Linked DNA regions of Danio rerio: region 2 is linked to region 1. Evidence: chromatin contacts called from public HiChIP or PLAC-seq data. All regions are on one chromosome and are shown on one strand. Each heading gives the region's core, a stretch centred on a gene start, on an enhancer-like site or on the middle of the called end of the contact. The rest is flanking DNA. Distances are from core to core; before and after follow the strand shown. Region 1 holds the start of itpkca (inositol-trisphosphate 3-kinase Ca). Region 2 holds the start of ppm1nb (protein phosphatase, Mg2+/Mn2+ dependent, 1Nb (putative)).

What was found. HiChIP or PLAC-seq counts read pairs in DNA pulled down with a chosen protein or histone mark.
Region 2: a contact with region 1 is called in an H3K4me3 HiChIP or PLAC-seq map of gastrula embryo, with 2.5 times the contacts expected there. The contact joins the promoter of ppm1nb here to the promoter of itpkca in region 1. A contact is called at or near these places in 2 of 4 datasets of contacts at active chromatin or transcription factors (embryo and gastrula embryo).

Annotation. Positions count from the first base shown.
Region 1 is chr21:22,735,197-22,738,446 of GRCz12tu, forward strand. It overlaps itpkca (inositol-trisphosphate 3-kinase Ca), which reads left to right and starts at 1,321. Exons shown (of 7, transcript XM_681366.11): 1 at 1,321-1,997. The coding sequence starts at 1,638. ccdc61 (coiled-coil domain containing 61) reads left to right here. Exons shown (of 13, transcript NM_001077166.1): 13 at 1-3.
Region 2 is chr21:22,826,611-22,829,996 of GRCz12tu, forward strand. It overlaps ppm1nb (protein phosphatase, Mg2+/Mn2+ dependent, 1Nb (putative)), which reads right to left and starts at 1,832. Exons shown (of 6, transcript NM_001103117.1): 1 at 1,131-1,832; 2 at 124-695. The coding sequence starts at 1,542. rtn2b (reticulon 2b) reads left to right here and starts at 2,880. Exons shown (of 8, transcript NM_001029959.2): 1 at 2,880-2,932. The coding sequence starts at 2,920.

The DNA of each region.
Region 1 (3,250 bases), core at 71-2,570:
CAAGTATGATCATTTTATTGAAAAAAAAAAAAAAGATTTCCAAAATGTGAGTCATTAGTCCTTTTCACACAGTGATAACGGTAAATATCCGGAAAAATTCTGGAACGACTTTTCTGGTAAATTCATAAAAAAGCTGTTCACACAGGCACGGACGTTCTGTAATTTTTTCAGAAAAGACCATTAACATATCCATTCTAAAACACCAGAAAATTCTGGTATCATTAACCACAAATGACCTCTAAAATGGCTGCGGTTAGATTTGTAAACATAGAAGCGGTCTGCCTTTTCTTGATGGTTTGACTTTTATTTAAAGCTTTAGCATTTCTGCAGCTGCTTTCTGAGACATCTAAAGGCAGAAGCGTGCGCCGCAGCTAAATGTTTACACACTTGACCACATAACAAATTCTGTAGATGGGTAAGTATTGTGAACAACTTCGATGAAAACATGGAGGAACACTTTCACATGTCGAGATGTATGTAATATGTGTGTGTGCTGGTGCTCACTGGCTCCTTCATGTGCACATGTGTCGAGCAACTGAAGCAGAGCTTGAAGGTAAACAAACAGCAGTTTATCATGAGCATTTTATCAATAATTTTTTACAAAGTTGGCATTAAGAAGGAACATAGAAACGCTATCTGGCTAACATCTAGCAGTTAAATGTGTCTGGAAAAACATTCAAAAGCTTTTATTTCCATAGATGTTAATGCGTCTGGCTTAAGTAGGCATCTCACATCAGCGGGTTCTAGATTTGAACTCGCTCTCTGACAATCTTCTGCATTCACACAGTGCAGCATTCTGTCAAATTACCAGTAATGTTACAACTTCTCTTTCCCTACAGGTATTTTCAAAAAGGGCCTGTTCATACACGCAGACCTTTGTGGAAAATTCCCAGTAATCAGGTCTGTATGTGTTAAAGGGGCTATAGATTAACGTCAATTTGAGCGGCCTTAAAACATACAGGCAGGTATGTAAGTTTGCCTGCATTATTTTTTTTTTTATTACTCTCAAAGAGGTATACAATGTACTACTGAAGAAAAAAAGTGACCTACATTTTAGATAGCCCAATTCCCCATCCACACTACGAGCGACAATCAGAGACAAGCGACCACTAACACTACCCGACTTCAATTTCCCCTCAGGGCGACAAGCAGCTTCAAAGTTGCTGCTAGTGTGAATGCACTGCGGTCATTATTAATTTCTGTGTGAACTGTCCCTACGTCGTCTACCACCGGTTAGGTGGCGCTGTAAATCTGATTCTCATGTGACCTCTTCATGTTTGGCTCTGTTGCTTTAAAGAAAGGTGGGCGGGGTAAAACTGCAGTCTGTTCACGCGACGCTTTAACAGCGTTCAGCAAATAACACATTTTCCAATATCGCTGATAGACACATGAGCGTTTTAGTTCTTTAATACCTGCGGAATCTTTACTTTTTCACGTGATTGTATTCATACATGTACAGAATGCATTTAAAGCCCCTGAAGCGTTAAAACACTGGCCCAATATTGCTTTATTTTTGCATCCAAGCGAGGCGTCGCACACAAGGAGCGGCGGCGGTGCCCAGCGCGAGCCGGTTACGCGCCCTAATCTGGATAAACCCATCAACAACCTCAATGATCTAGTAGATCAGAAGCCGCGTGATGACCAAAACGCCCGATACCCCTGCCCCCTGCGTGGGTATGGGTGAAACCCAGCACAGCCACCCAGAAGAGCTGCTCTCCAGGCGCGCTCGCGTCGCTGTCCCCGAGCTGGTTGTGACCTGCGAGTGCGAGCAGAGCCCCCGGGGACCTTGCTCCTGTTCCCATCGCAACCCCGACGAGGAGTCCATCTGCTCGGACAGCGGACTCAGCGGCTCCCCCGCCTCGTCCCTGGCGCTCAGAAAACTCTCCAACTCGTCCTCAAGCGGCCTCTCGCCGGCTTCATCTTTTGAGGAATGCGAAGAGGATTTGCTGGGATACGTTGACTTTAACGTTAATCAGTCTCCAGGCGAAGCGCTCACGGTAAGAGTCTGTTTTACAGTTCAGGGATCAGTTCAGGACTTCAGGTTTACCCATGCGGAATTTTTTATATGTAAAAATATATGTAAACTGCCGTCTTATAGAATATTTTGAAATATTGCATATGATATATTTTATGTGGAGACCAAACATGAACTTGCAAGACATATGTAATTTGCATATCGCCTATTGCTCTGTTTCAGATTTCTTGGTTAACTTACAAAGTAAGATATTAAACATGTACTGCAAACGGTGAAAATTAAAGGGTGAAGTATTGCTTTTGGGGAATTGTATCTTCCCTTACAGAAGTGAACCATGGTTTAATAGTAAAAATCTGGATGATTGACCATTTGTTTATAACAGATAACTTACGCATACCATACGTTGCTAATGGTTGATTTGTGGTTCTAATGGTTTGACTACAAACACGTTTTGTGGTTAATTTTCTTAAAACCTGAGTATACATAGGTCTATTATATAATAATTTCATGTTTTCTCGTTGATTTATCCTATAAAAATAGCATTTACTTTTATCCTATCAATAATTCTCACTCAAGTTAAATTTTATGTAAAGAGTCAGTGGACTTTATGTGGTGTGTAAACACTGATAACGCTGTTAGAACAGTAGTTGACCTAAATCAATGTCATCATTTTATCAGTGCCATAATTTCCCAAATGCCAATGAAAAGCCTTAGAATTACGGAAATACTACGTTTTCAGAATATTAGAATGAGAGCTGTTTCATCTTAAGTCATTTCTAAAAGCTAAGCTGTCTGTTCACATATTTTAAAATACTTGAGTATTTCACCTGAGTACAGTTACTTTTGTAACTTTTGTTATTTTTGTAGGTGTTTTTGACTTTGTATTTTGAAGGGCACCAATTTGACCTCTTTTACAAGATGTAAGAAAAACCTTTTGGTGTCCCCAGAGTGTATCTATAAAGTTTCAGCTCAAAATACCCATCAGATTACTTATTATAGCTTCCAGAATCAGCCCATTACGGTGTGCAAATACATTGTAGCTGTTTTTGTATCCTTTAGCTTCAAATGCAAATGAGCTGCTTCTCCCCGCCCACTATTCTCTCGTGTGTCTGGTTCTCGGTTACAACAGATAAACAGCAGTCAGTGATAGAGACAGACATGGATAAAGCTAAAATAAAGCTCCTTAGTCAAAAAATAAAATAAAGTAAGTTTATTTGATGTATTTGTGGTGGAGTTTATTCAAGCCTTTCTGAAATAATGAGTCTGACACCATAA
Region 2 (3,386 bases), core at 582-3,081, 92 kb after region 1:
GAAAGAGCTGTCACCAGAACCGCTGATGCTGCACAGACCCAAAGTTGCTCTGGGAAAAGAGACCAAATTGGGCATGAATTGGTCTGAACCAAATACTACATGAAATCTTTTGTTCATACTAACCTTATAGAGGCAAAGGTCGATGACTTGGGAGCAGACCTCCCTCAGGTCGGTGCAGATACGCAGTCGGCTATGTACGAAGGCACAGAGCTCTTCATTACTGACAGTGTCCCACACACCATCGCAGGCCAGAACCAGAAACTCATCTGCTGGCGAGCGCTCCACCACAGACACTTCTGGTTCTGGTGATACCATCTGTTCTGTGACTGACCGCCACTCGACTGTCTTGTAGCTGAAGTCCCCCAATGCTCGGGAGACTGCCAGAGAGCCATTCACTCGCTGCAAAGTGACCGATCCTCCAGCACTCTCTATCCTCTCCTTCTCACCTGGGCTAAAAGGCTTGTGGTCCTCTGTCGAAAATGCCACTCGCCCAGCACGGCACAGAACAGCCCGAGAGTCCCCGCAATTCACGAAGTAGATGTGGTGCGGAGTGATAGCAGTGGAAACGACAGTGGTCCCACCCCGCTCCCAACCCTCACGGCAGGCCATGGCATGAAGGTGCTTGTCCATAAGAAAGAAGCCCTCCTTGAAGCCCTCAGTGACCCTTTCCACATCTTCATCTGCTCGGATCTTGCCTGAGAAGAAACCGCTCATGTAACAAATGAACCAACCCAAGCTAGTCTGCTATTGCTAGTGCAGGATCTATCAGTGATCTTCAAACAGATCACATTTGCTTATTCACAAATGAATATAAAGGCTTTATTAGTGAAGATTGCAAGGACAAAGCGTTATGTGAAGATAATTGCGTTTCCTACATAGGGAACATGTTGTACACCTCAATTAACTTGTCAGAACGCAGCCTAATGAAGTTTTAATGTTGCAGTGGCTTTGGTTGTACAGCAGGTCTACAAATTAATCCAGTCTCAAGGGATTGTCTCAGGTGTAATCTAAAGAGATCAACAATGAACACGTGATGTGATGATCCGATCTACAGTAACATTATGTACTTTATGTATCTACAGCACAATAAACAAAAACGCCAACTGATTTTAGGACAGCTTGATGCTCACCTGTACCTAAGATGTGATCAAGTAGATTTCGGGAGCAGTTCTGGGCCACAGCACTTCCTGCATGTCCATCGAAAACAGCGAAGAATGCCCAGTGGGACAGTTCCCCTCCAAGCTGAGGGAAGCAATTATGGAAATCCTCCATGTGGGCCCTCCAGCCCTGCATACTAGCCAGGGCATAGGTAAGTCCCCAGGAGGCACAACCCTCTTGCATGTGCTTGTCCAGAACTGGCCGGTCCAAATAGGGGCTAGGGATCACCCCTTCCTCTTCTGCCCCCTCTTCGCTTTCGGACAGCTCCCCTGCGCCTCCTCCTCGTCCCCCTTTAAAAAAGGAGGTGACCCTTTTCTCTGTCTCCTTTACCAGCTGCCTTACAAAAGCAGGCATTTCAACGCTTCCTTTCCTAGATGTCCTCATGATGTCTTTTTTGCACTCGTTTGAATCCGTTCACGGCCTCCACCCTGTGCTGTAGCTCGCTGGCTTTGGTTTGGCTGTGTGCAGCCTTGCTGTTCAGGGCCTTCACAGCATTATCTCCCGGGAGACTGATTCTGCACCTTCAAGCATCATCGAGTGGTCCAATATAGAATGCTTGGATATCCCTTCTCTCAGTCTACCCATTGCTACAAATCTCACTGAGATCTAATCTATCTGTTGTCACGGTTGCTCCGTCCAATTTGATCCACTTTTATTGCCTTCCTCTCCTATATGTCAGTGATATTCCCTCTCTCTAAGCTTTCTCTCTGTCTGAGCCCGTTATTTTCCTGTCATCCCTCCGATTGGCTGAGCTATTTCTGTGCACCAATGATCTCGCTGGCCCTCCCTCTTGTTGTACACACCAACATGCAATCCTTTCGCAGAGTGGCTCTCTCTCTTTCACATGTTCAGTGCCTCTCCCTCTCTCCCTCCCTCAGCTTCTCCTCCTGAACTCCCTCTGTTAATCATCTGTGCTGAGCATTTGATAATTTTGGATTACCTAACATGCACAGATTAATGTGCATAACAGATTTTTCACAGTAGCCCAGCATGAGGGAAATAAATAAAGAAAGAGAGACAGTGTACGTTCCATTGCTTTTTCTTAAAAACTGTTATGTGAACCAGATCCAGTGATTCACATTAAAGAACACGGTTTGCCTTGAGCAGAATTCATAAATGGCATATTCAGATACGAACTCAGGAGACTCTAACAAGGGTTGTTTCAGACAGATTAGTGGATTATGTAAATCAAAAATGCATTCATAAACATTATTACGTAACAAGATATTTTTGTCTTTGTAACTCTTCTTGTGTGTCTGCGGAATGACGCAAACACAAATGTCACATGAATAAATGTGTTTGACAGCTGAACAATGATTGCATCATTCTGATAGTACTGACTCATCTGCTGGGTCAAGCTACCTGACAAAAGAGAGGCCTTTTCATTACCGAAGTTATATGTAGATAAAAACCTACATGCATCCTCAGGTAGGTGTTAAAGGCTAGCTTTTTTGCTAGTATGTCGGAAGATAAAGCACAGCACTCTTTGAGCAATGCCTGAGCAATTTGCTTATATCTAAGCTTATCCATTTCCCTTGAGATGCACACAAACACATGCTGACGTCTCAGGTTCCTTAAGCTTGGAACAGCTCATAAGGGAGTATAGCTGTGTGTGTTCGTAAAGATGGGGTGTCCAAGTGGTTGAGATATTATTAGGTCAGGCCAACCCCTTCCAGCTGACAACGCTAAGATGGCCAAAAAAAGCCCAGAGGGTTCGTGGAGTGCTAGGAGGAGAGGGGGTTTGGTGTGGAAGCAGCAGAAATGGCCAGCAAAGGTGAGAGTCTTGAGCAGGACTGAACAGCACAGGGAATCAAGCTCTCATGAGCTGTATTGTTTACACGTGTAATCTGCTGGTACACGAATAGCAGGTTGGCAGTAACTGAGGTAGGTTGGGGGGAGGATAAGAGATCAGATTGAAGTTGAGTGGTGCTCTGTAGAGGTATAGTAATGCTGCTGACTAGTCAGCACATCATACAGGACTTTTCCCAATGGAAGTTTGGCAGGCTGATGGGATCTGATGGATGGACTACCTTCATGAGCGGACTGATGCATGACACTAGGATTTACATTTTGAGGCAGAGGGAGAAAAGGAGTCAATGATGTCTGAATGAAGTAGGTGAGATCTTCTCTCAGTCTTATTTTGGCAGTGCTGGCAGACGTCTCCCCGGAGAGATTCAATCTGACCCAGCCATGTTAGGCTGCAGTAAAGTACATTAGCAGGAGGCCTC